Regions from separate parts of the Mus musculus genome. Here region 2 is linked to region 1. The links are chromatin contacts, called in public promoter capture Hi-C maps. All regions are on one chromosome and are shown on one strand. Each heading gives the region's core, a stretch centred on a gene start, on an enhancer-like site or on the middle of the called end of the contact. The rest is flanking DNA. Distances are from core to core; before and after follow the strand shown. Region 1 has its middle 25 kb from the start of Sec61g. Region 2 holds the start of Egfros (a long non-coding RNA gene).

Region 1 (5,808 bases), core at 2,540-5,039:
AAGACAGATACTGAGCCAAGAGAAATAGAAAAACAAAAATAGGACAAGGTAGTTTACAGTAAGGGATATCAATGCTTCCTGGTATTCCCAGTATATTATTAATAGAGATTCTTCTTGTTGACAATTTTTGATATTTTTACGATGGCTGTTTAGAACAATGAGATTTGATGAGAGGGGGAATAGAAACTCTTTGAAGGATTGTTGCAGTTTTCTGTTAACTTTGAACTTACATGAAAATTACAAAAATTAAAATATAGATTTTTTTTTCAAAAAATAAAACTACAGTAGTACTAAAAATAATAGCAAGCAAATGATGGGCATAATGGTAGTGGAAATTTGCATCAGCTGGAGTACAGTGGAAAATCCCAGCCAGTACCCTGCAGAAACCTGGTGCTTGCCAGATCCTATAGCTTGACTGACTTGAAGAGAAACTGGAAGAAGCCTTAGCCCATGTAAGAAAGCCTGCCGTGACCTTGTCTGACTTCTTGGCAGGACAGGGGTACCGGCTGTAGCATAGTAGCAACACTGGGCAGTGATGTACTCCAGAAGCAGAAGAGGTGGAATTCCCTCTCAGACAAGATGGCCATGGCAGGCCTAGCTTCTTCCTTCAGGGTGTCTTCACATGTGAGGCAAAGAAATGTCCCTTTAATGTCCCACAGAATTGGATATCTTTCTTTTCCTGTTAGCTAAAGCTAATCTTATCTCTCACGCCATTTGTTCTTACTCAAAGATACAGGCCTTGATTTAACCAGAAGACCACTCTTGCTCCCCCATGCAAGCACTTGTTCCTGAATGCCAGACGCATTACATTACCCATTATATGCCTTGCTTTGCACAACTCTCTCATTATCTCAGTAACACAGTGCACCAAAGTTCAGACGGCCAGGCTCATGGGTACAGGAGACACACTGTATTCCTAAAGGTGCAACTGTCACATGTACAGTCTGAAGCAGATGAAAAGGTTTAGTATGTAGAATGTTAGGCCTTTAAGCTCCTCCCAACCCATCCTGTCAATACCTGTTCCTCCACTGGTCCTGTTCCTCTGTACTGGGCTCCAGAGACACCTCTGATTTCTGCTCATCTGTTGCATGGGTTCCCTGATGCTTCTGAGCTTCTAGAATAAACTGGGATCTACTAGAAACATTTTCTCTTCTACTTTGTCAGTTATTCACCCCCCTTTTTTCTCTCTTATTTCTGCTTAAGGTCATCTTCTGCAGATATACTCACTAGCCTTAGAAGGCAGGGTTAAGATACCACTCTGTTGTGGTGATATCTTGAATTCATCTAATCCTCATCACAGAATCTATTACCTTACAGTGAAGTGCTCCCTTAGCTGTGCCTATTTCTCTAAAAATCACGACTATCTGAAGATATATGTTAATCATGTTTATTCCCATTGGTGTGATAATGGATAAACATACAACTTCCCTAGTTTTCTCCAAGTTTCAAAAGCTGTTGTGAGACCACCCAGACTCCCTCTGAGCCCAGCTGCACAGGTTTCATAGCAACCAGTTTGCTGGACTATTTCCCAAAGTAGGAGTGGGAATGGGAATAGGGAAGACTTTCCTCTGGGCCATTGATTTCAGTGATCTCATCCTTACTATGTGTAACATCCACTAAGTGCAAGCAAAGAAGGCTTGATGGGTAAAAAAAGCGAGTTCCACGTCAAAAATCGAGACCAAGGCAATCCAGTGTTTTAAAGGGGGTTGATCACGTTGACATGGCCAACCCACACTCATTTATTCTGTAGAGCAAACTCCAGTTAGTAAAGAAATATAAAGCACACAAAATATTTGCATTTGAATAAGTGAAACTGTAAAACCTCAGGGCTGTGGAGAGGCAGCTGTGATGCAGAAAAAAAGTGGTTTGGACTGGGACTCCAGCTCTGGGCTCTGGGCCTGACACTGCCTTTCAGTAGCTCTGTGATTGTCTAACTGTGTCTGGAGCTGAGCTTCCTCTTTGGTGAAAGAAATATTGAACTAAATGACCTCTAGCATCACCAAACAACTTAAAATCTCTCTTTTTGTTGTCCTTTTCAATGGGGGTAGATGGCAGTTCCTGCTCCTTGCCCAGCCACACCCTCATGAGTCTGGTGGGAAGCTTTATTTATGTGTTTCTTTCCCTAACTCTCTACATTTCCATCAGAGGAAATAGTGGCTGGCAATGCTTTCAAGCCTTGAAGACATTCACAGTGGGTGAGGGGAGTGACTCAAGTTGAACTTATTTAAAGACTATCAAGCCCTACAGAAGTTTTCCCCTTTTCTTGCTTTATGCAGCAAAATCTTTTTCAAGAGCTGAGAGGACATTTTGTATATGGCCCATAGGGTCTAGGTAAACATTTGCTGCCCACAGTTTTTCCCCATTCCAGAGAAAGAGCCAGGTTTCTAACATCTGTCAGTGTATCAGTTTTGTTCATTAATAAATACCGTATATTTATTTCATTGTATTCCTCTTGATTCCTTAAGTTGATATTTCAAGTTGTTATTGGTATTTTAGCTTCCAGATGTAATAGCTGTTGCTCTTATCTGAAAATAGATATGATTAATGACAATATACTATGTATAAGTTACTACAATAGAAATTTTTAATTATTTAATTTTGTTTTTGTGAACAATCACATCACCCCTTCCCTTTCTACTCTCCAAATCCTCCCATATAACACTCCTTGTTCTCTTTTAGATTTGTGACCTTATTTTTTATTATTTGTTGTTACATACTGATGTGTGTATATGAATATGTATTCATATCCTAATTACATAAATGCAATCTGCTTAGTCTGTGTAATGTTTCTTGTATGTGTGTATGTTTTTGCAGCTTACCATTTGGCATTGGATAGCCAACTAGTGTGTTCGACCCTGGGGAGACTACTTCTCCCACTGTCAGCATTCCTTAGTTGCTTGGTTCTTTATACATGGTTGAGGCTTCATGTCTTCCCTTGTCCGAATCCCATTCACTTGAGCATGTCTATTATTCCTGTCCATGTTCAGTTCATGCATATATAGTCATGTTGCTGAGACTTTATAGGTACAGCTTCTGATGTTAGGAGGAGACACAATTTCAAAGCAAATCTGCAATGTTCCCTGACCTTTAGGTTCAGGAGTTGATTGGAATGAAGATGTAGAAGGAAAAGCTGGAAGGCTGTAAGGATATGCATGCTGCTAGAATATGAGAGTGTATTGGGTGAGAGGGTAGAATAACACAAAGTCTCATGCCTTTAGATTGCTAAAGTAGGCAGTGTACATCTAAACATCATAATCAAAAGAAGTGAGGAGTTTGATGGTAGAGGGAGAACAGATAGATACTTATAAATCTAGAAAGCTTGTAAGGAAATTAAGAAAAAAAAATGTGTCCATTGTCAGATGTGGCCCCAAAGGTTATTAGACTATTTTTTTTTTACTTAATCTAATTCCAGTGGTATATTCCTCATGTCATCATATCTCTAGGTATAGAGCTAAGAAGATCATGAATTTGAAGTCAACCTGAACCACATACTGATTTTCAAGCCACTGTAAGACTGTATCTTAAAACAAAACAAAAACAAAAACAAAATATCCAGAAGCCTAAAACCCTAAAATGAAAACACCAGACCAATCAACTAACCAACAAAAGAAAAGCAGAAACCCACCCAGCAAACTCTGATTTAAATATTGTATTCAAGCAAAATCTGAAGTTATGCGAAAAGATAAGGTTTATCATTTTTTAATTGTGTGTTTATGTGTATGTTTGAGGGTAGGTCTGAACACTTGAGTGTAAAGTGCATAGCGGCCAGAAGAGGGCTTCAGAATCAGATACTCTGAAGCTGAATTCCCAAGAGCTTACAGCTCCCCTTGCAGCTTGTAGTAAGCCTAACCCACTCCTCTGTGGGTGCTAGAAAGAAACGCAGGTGCTCAGCGAGAGTAAGTGCTGTGCTCTAAACTGCTGAGCCACTTCTCCAGTCCAGCAGATAAGCGGTTGAAACACTGTAAAGCCAGAGAGAAACAAGACTTTGAATGTATTACTATTTATGAGGTAATAATTATCAAAAGAAAATAAGTAGAGAACAAAAGCAAGAAAGAGAAATCATTGCAGAAACCCAGATAAAACAGAAAGTAAATACAGGAAAACAAGTACTAGATAAAGCTGAAGAGAATTTTAAGGAAAGAGTAGTCAACACTATAAAACTTGTTCTTAAAATAATTATTACTTTAAAATTACTTTAAAATCATTGCAATTAGAATACTCTACTTAGGAAATAGTGAAGTAATTTGTGTAATTTTTCTATTATGTATAATTTTTCAATTCCTTAGAGACTTGAAACACACATATTGCACTAGCAAAAAAATATGATTCAAGTCATGAGCTCCAGTAAAGATGTTCGTAAAGAACTTTGTCTTTTAAGTTTTCTATTTTTGACTGTGTACTTGTTTGATTGTGTGTACATGTGTGTGAGCAGTTGTGTGTGTGTGTGTGTGTGTGTGTGTGTACATGGGTGTGTGGAGACCAGACATCAAGGTTGTATGTATCCTACAATTGGCCATCACATGATTTTTGACTGTATGTTATGCCGTTTTGCTCTTCACACAAAGTAATTATAATGAAGATGTGAATAATATGAGAGTCTGAGAATTTTTATGGTAATTATAACTCTTTTTCTAAAGCATGTTTATTCAGTTACAATGATGCATAACACACAGTGAAGAAATCAAGTTTTTCAGTATTTTGAGATCCCTGGCATACCTCTCTGTGAGATCCAAAGATGATCAATCAGTATTCTGAAGAAGTTTCAGAAACTTCAAACTAGGATTATTTAAAATATACTTTTAACTACCATTAACAAACTCTGTTATTTGAATAGTTAAAATTTTTGTTTAAAAAATGACTATGTTTAGTAGCAATTACAAAAATTACAGCCTACAGGAACATTCAAACAATAAAAAATATAATTTAAAATTTGGACCTCTTGTAAGGTAATAACCCCTCATGGAATGACATGTGAACACTGCCCAAATAAGGACTTATTTGCATTGAAGATGTGTTAGGCCTTGAGAAAACAATAATATATGTGAGCTCATTAGTATTCATTTTATCCTCTTTTCTTATGTTATTCTTTCTTTTTTCTTTTCTAAATGTTATATCATACCCAAGTATGCATTTGTTTATAGATACATGGATTCATTATAGGCTAGGATTCACATGCAAAGGAGAACTTGCTATTTTATTTTTCATTTTGAATTTGGCTGAATTTTCTTATACATTCTATACCAATTTCCTGTAAATTTTATGATTTCTATTTTCTTTGGAACTTAGCATTATTCCATTTTATATATGTACCATATTTTCCTAATCCATTCATCTCTTGACTGATAATTATGTCAGTTCTGTTTCCTTGCTTTAGTGAGTAGATCATCAATATACCCAGGGGTGCATGTATTTCTATGGTACTAGACAGTGTTCTCTAGGTAGACAACAGGACAGCTGGGTCACACTGGTTTCCATAGTGGCTGTATTAATTTTTACATTTACTAGCAGTGAATAAGAGTTCACCTTTATCCTCATCTCCAATAATCTTTGTCAAATTTCTTGATGATAACTATTTTGTTGAAGGGAGAGAGTATTTCAAAGTTGTTTAATTTTGCATTTCCCTGATGATTTGGAGTGATAAACACACTTAAGGACAGTTGGTGGTCATAGCGACTTCTTTTTATGAAAACTGTTAATTTGGTTCATCAGCCTATTTGCTGACTGGCCATTTTATTTTCTTGGTATTTAATTTATACATTTCTTTATAAATTCACCTCCTGTGATGCTTTGAATGCAGTGTTTCTTATT
Region 2 (5,595 bases), core at 1,983-4,482, 300 kb before region 1:
ATCCCAGCACTGACTCTGTTCCTTTAACAAATGCCTCAGGATTTCAAAGAATATAAAATCTGTGTATTGACCACATCTCAGCTGCTTTTCACTCATACTGCATTTTGTTTCAGGAGCTGCTAGGAAAAGCCATTTTCATCTGAGGGAGACAAGAAACCTCAGACCCTGGTTTCTAGTTTGTATCAGCTACAAACTAGAATTCTCTGGCTGCCTCAGAGACAGACCCATGGTTGAATCTGGACAATGAAAGAACACCTGGTTAAAAGTGACAATTCTCAGATCAACTGTGTTACATATTAGAATCCATAAGCGGCCCTCAACCATGTATGCCATCCTACCCCTCCATCCTACCTGACTCAGTCACCTGGTTCTTCAGCTCTCATCATGGCCAAGACTTCTGTGTCCTGCCTGATGCCTGTCTTTGACTACTTGTGCAGACCATCACAGACACACTGAACTTGGGAAGAGCTCCAAAAGGAAAAAATACCCGCCTGGCTGCAGCTGTCACAATACTCTGACTAAACCACCCTTAACGCAGTCTGACATTCAGGTGAATCACTGGGAGTCCTAGCAGGGTTCAGAGACTAGCCATCAAGTACCTCACTAGTCTTTCACCTGGGAAATTGTTTGTAAGGGAAGCTTCCAGTCTCCAGCAGGAGAGTTGCTACTTCCCTAGTACACAGAGATCTTGTACCATCAGCAAGAACATCTCAGATGAGCCAGTAGAGCCCAGGTGTTTTCATCCATGTCACCCAGAGCTCCAGTTCTATGTGGAGCTCTGTTCAGTGCGAGCTAGGGAGCTCAACTCCATCACTCAGTTTCTCTGAGATCTGCGTGCCTACCCCAGTTCCCGCCCTCAGGTGACTTTCGACTAAATGAGGTAATGTGAAAAAATCCTTGCACAGAAGAGCATGTCATATGGGAATTCATCTCAGCTCCTTCCTGTTTCAAAAATGTCTCCCACACTTGGCATCACCCAAGGCCTCCTAAGTATGCTATTTACCTGCCCTTTATTTAGTGAGTTGCCAACATAAAATGATGAATCCTTCTTTAAAAAGCTCCTTAACAAAGTATCTAAGGAGCTTCTCAAGTTAATTCTTGCCCAGGTTTGATCCTGTCTTACTTTAAGCCTCCTAACTAAACTCATCCCTCCCCAGATAAGAGCAGTTCACATTTCCCATCAAGAAGTCATTTCTATAGGATTATATCCAGTCTAAGTGGTCACAATATATTGAAGCCATATTTTGAGTGATTTAAAACTTACTAACATATTCAGCATTGCAAGTAGGCAGAGAGCATGATGGATCCTGCTCTGGAAACTGGACTTCAAGGCTAATAAACAAAAGGTGTGAAGTTACAAAAAAAAAAAAATGTCTAGGAAGCCAGATGAAAACTGCCTACTTGGGCAGCTGCTCCAAAACTGATTATGGTGGATTGGAAATCATATCCTGGTTGATTGAGCCCCAAACCACAAAATGTCTAAAGAATGAAGCAAAACACTTTAGTTCTAGTGCTGTGAGATGTGACTGGATTGGAGTGAGAGGACCCAGCCCCAGCAGCCAAGAGAGAGCGGGCGCACTGCATACCTCCCCCCGCCTCCCCAGCTGGCAGGATTTCTTGGGAAGAGTGCAGTCAGCTGTCTGCTAGCATTCAGCAACTCCAAATCCAATTTCTATGGTTTCCGAATCAGTTCCTGGGATATAAATGGAAGAGGGAAAAGGCAACAACGATGCTTCCAAGAATAAAAGCAGTTGCAGGTCTGGAAACCCCCCAAAACTCCACTCACTGGAGGAAGCTTTTCAGGAGGCACTTGAATCCCCTTCATCTCTGCATAGCATCAATGGAAAATGAAATCACTCCCATCCTGGCTTCAGAATGCTTCTCCAGCTACTTCACACCTGGGCCCAAGATCTGCCAAGGGCCAGCTGGTCATGTGCAGTCTAGTGGATGACAGCCAGTGAGAGGCAGAAGAAAGGAGAGCAGGCTGAAACCAGTTAGAAATAAAGCATACAAAGCAGTATTTGCAATTCTACTTCCAGATGGGAAGAGGAAAGGGCAGGAAAACACGGAGGTTACAGAATGAGACGGCCGCTTTACTTTGAATTTGTCCTCTCAGCGGCGGTCTTGTACAGTCTTGGTTTGGGATACATGCTAAGACAATGATAGATGAGTGAATATTTGTAAGACATTTAAGATGTAAAAAAAAGTGGGGGGGCTTGCAAATCACTGAGGTTGATGTAAGTCAAAGTATTTAGGCTGATTTTAACCTGTTCCTGCTCCTTCTTCTGTGCTCGGGCTATCCAACGCTGAAGGAGATGGCCCTCGGAAGAGTGAACAACCTTGAACACAACAATTCGAAAGAATACTTCTGTTTTGTTGTTTACTCTGTTTCATAGAAAGACTATGTCCAATCCAGGATCCTCCTCCTCCTCCTCCCCCTCCTCCTCCTTCTATTTCTCTCTCTCTCTCTCTCTCTCTCTCTCTCTCTCTCTCTCTCTCTCTCTCTCCCTCCCTCCCTCCTTCCCTCCCTCCCTCCCTCTCCCTCTCCTTCTACCCCCCTCTTTCTTTCTGACTCTATTCCCATTTATAGAAACATACAGACTAGAAGATATCGTGGACATTATGTCCAAAATTTTATACCATGAAATATATTATACTAGGGAGTATATTATGTGCAGCTTTAAATAATGAGTTTCACAAATTAAACAAAAATAAAAACCTTAAAAGGTCTTTTTGGAAACCCTTTGAAATTCTCTTAAGAATTGTAAGATTCTTTCTTGCCCCACAATAATATCTTAGAATGTTTTACTTCTGCGATGAATGCTCATATGTTTTGGAATATTTTCCCCATTTATCCTAAGCCTGAAAGCACTTTCAAATCTGATTAGCTGGGTGATCATGCTCAATGGAAAAGGTCTTTTGGCCCAGACACTGCATAGCTGATGTGCCCCACCCACCAGGAAGGAGCTTGCTCCCCTTTTCTTTACAAAGCGGTCTAGAACTCTGTCAGTGCTCTTTGGAAAGGAGGATGCTTTTCTTTTCGTTTGCTGTAGACTTTCACAGGTCAGACTTCCATTGCCAGAAAAGGAACACAATCTAAGAGCAGTAACCTGTCTTAAATTTGTCATGGGAAACCCAGGTTCACACCTAAGCACAGAGCGAGTATCACTTTAAGAGCTGACATGCTATCCAGTCTCTCTGCAAAGGTAACTTTCTGACTAACAATGAGTCACATGGGAAAGCAGGAGGCCACTGAATCACTGCCTTAGAACCTGCCCTGTCTTGCTTCAGTGCCGTCCCTGACACAGGATTTGCTTCCAGCCGGCAGCTAGCATTGCCACTTCAGAGAAAGGCCCTTGTTTTTTATTTATTTATTTTCAGGATCGCGAGGCTCTATCCCAACAGCAAAATTTGCTTAAAGCCAATTACCTGGGAACCCATGCCAACACTGACAGATCTTTCATTCCCCTAGATATACATTTTTTTTTCTAGCGAGAACCTTTGCGTAGTCTTTCGGAGAGAGTGTGAGCACATGCAGGTAAGCTTTGTTTGGGTCACATCAGTACGTTGGGTGGAAAGATACGTAAGCAGCTTTGCAGATCTCATAATAACTCTTCTCTATGCAATAATATGTGCCCTGTCTAAGTTCCATTAATATGTGCGCTGTCTAAGTTCCAAGGTGAGGGAATTTATGGCCAAATAAGGCAACCTATCCACCCTGTGGACCTGTGATGTCTAGCTTATTAAATGCTGTTTCTATTGCTTTCTTTGCAGCCAAGGTTTATCATGCTATTCTATTTTATTATCATGACTATGCAAAGTTTCTCGTTAGAAAAAAAATTGCACATCTAGGGGAATGAAAGATCTGTGAGTGTTGGCATGGGTCCCCCGGTTATATCCTTCCATCTACATTTCTGCTTTCATCATTAAAACACAAGCTTCAGGACCTTGCCGCCGTGTTTCTATGACAAAGCCGCATGCATTTGGTATGATTGTTGTCCACTGTAGAGGTCAACGCCATTGGACTTTAAGTTGCTTGTTGGACCATCATATTTCTCCTCACTCACCATCTCTTATACCAGCACCAGATGAACTCTGAAAGAGTTCCACAGGAGGGTGAAGATGCAGCCTCCTCCCCATCCCTCTGGTCATAGCACACAGCCCTCAGTTCTTTCCACTGTTATTCACAAATCTCAAGCACTTGATCTTCGTCCCTCTTAACTACACATTATCAGATTCTACAAAGCACTTCATATCACTTAACAATAGTCTTCACTTCCCACAGCTACCCACAGAAGCTGGCCTCACTACATAAACATGCAACATTGGGAGTGCTCATTCAGGCCTTTCAAAGGAATGTGCCAAATATGGGAGAATTGAAGACACGACAGGCATAGTACGGGCTATCCACACACCCAAATACAGGATATTATCAAAAGAGTTAGCTAGATTTCTGTTTCTGCAAGAAAATATGCACAAACAGTAACAGGAAGTTAAAGAGAAAAAAAATAAGAAAATTTCTAGAATTTAATTCTGAAGAACTCAGCTCTGAGTTACTTTTCCAATGTGTGATTCTTATTTTGTTGACATTTTCCTTAGACAACTATTCTCATGCTATTTACTAAGCAAAAATGAGGAGGTCCTATACTAATTTTGAGTTGTGGGATGTAAGGTTATATAAATTTTAACACTGTCATATTTTTCCATAATTTTTGAGCTTCTATGAAGTAAGCATTACTTTGATTGTCAAAAGTAAACAAAAAAGAAGTGGTCTCACTTGTGGAAAGGACAACTCTCTGCTTTGTCCTAGATCCTCACCAGCCTTCTATGGACACACGAGACACTAGAGGAGTGTTCTAACCCGCAGTATGAATTTGCATTAGTTTCTGGGTCAGGGAAAGAGTAAGTATGGCCTTCCATGAAGCTTTAGTCAACCACAGCTGCTAGCCTGCCTGCCTGTCCCCCAGTCTTCCAAGTCTGCACATAACAGAATTCCTATAGATGACAAAAATATTTTTTAACACTAACAGCTTTTCAGGTGTCTTATGGAAAAGTGAAGACAAGAGCATGATTGAAGATTTTTGTCCTTTGAATGAGTCCCAGTGTAACTAAGACTCCATTTTGGAAATTCCAACAACTCCAAAGGAATAGAACTTTTTCCCTCATTTCAACTTTTGAGGATAAACACTCAAGAATACATATGTTTATATGTTTCTAAGAAGTCTAATGGGAAGCAGGGAAAATGGTGACTTTTTTTTTTTTTTTGGTAGCATGGACTGTTCACTAGCAGGTTTTTGAATATTGACACTTTTATGTAAAGTGCAGAATCAGTTCCATGTAATCCCATCATTTTCCTTAGTTTGCAAACCATTTATTTTACAAGCAGATTTGTCTTTTTATCAGTTTGTACAAAGTACAGGGCAAAGAGAGACAGATAGTGTGGAGTGAGGCCGTGAGATGCTTCTGCTAAAAGCTGCCTTGCAATTGCAAACACACATATTGCTCAGCTGGCAAATCTGTGGCCTTGTGAATTTGGAAGTCAAACATTCTCTGAAGTCGAGGGAGTCGCTCAAGGGCTCCATGCAGCACGGTCTG

What was found. Promoter capture Hi-C pulls out the DNA fragments that hold promoters and counts their contacts.
Region 2: a promoter capture Hi-C map of liver shows a contact between it and region 1, with 2.4 times the contacts expected there. The contact joins the promoter of Egfros here to the enhancer-like site in region 1. A contact is called at or near these places in 13 of 39 promoter capture datasets (the 3T3-L1 cell line, 3T3-L1-derived adipocytes, the C10 cell line and 8 more), 1 of 15 datasets of contacts at CTCF or cohesin (the NIH/3T3 cell line), 2 of 484 Hi-C or Micro-C datasets (bone marrow-derived macrophages and stem cell-derived neural progenitor cells), 7 of 115 datasets of contacts at active chromatin or transcription factors (the NIH/3T3 cell line, embryonic stem cells, fibro-adipogenic progenitors and 3 more) and 1 of 9 other capture datasets (embryonic stem cells).

Annotation. Positions count from the first base shown.
Region 1 is chr11:16,531,077-16,536,884 of GRCm38.p6, reverse strand. No RefSeq gene overlaps it. Among named protein-coding and RNA genes, the nearest start is that of Sec61g, 25 kb to the right of the region's middle. Within about 2 kb of position 3,789, at least 30 of the 459 cell types and tissues checked have an H3K27ac peak or open chromatin away from gene starts, as enhancers often do. A contact at or near this core is called in embryonic stem cells, liver and neural progenitor cells, where this site is marked.
Region 2 is chr11:16,828,387-16,833,981 of GRCm38.p6, reverse strand. Egfros (a long non-coding RNA gene) reads left to right here and starts at 3,232. Exons shown (of 3, transcript XR_003949851.1): 1 at 3,232-3,538. All of the region lies in intron 1 of Egfr (epidermal growth factor receptor), which reads right to left.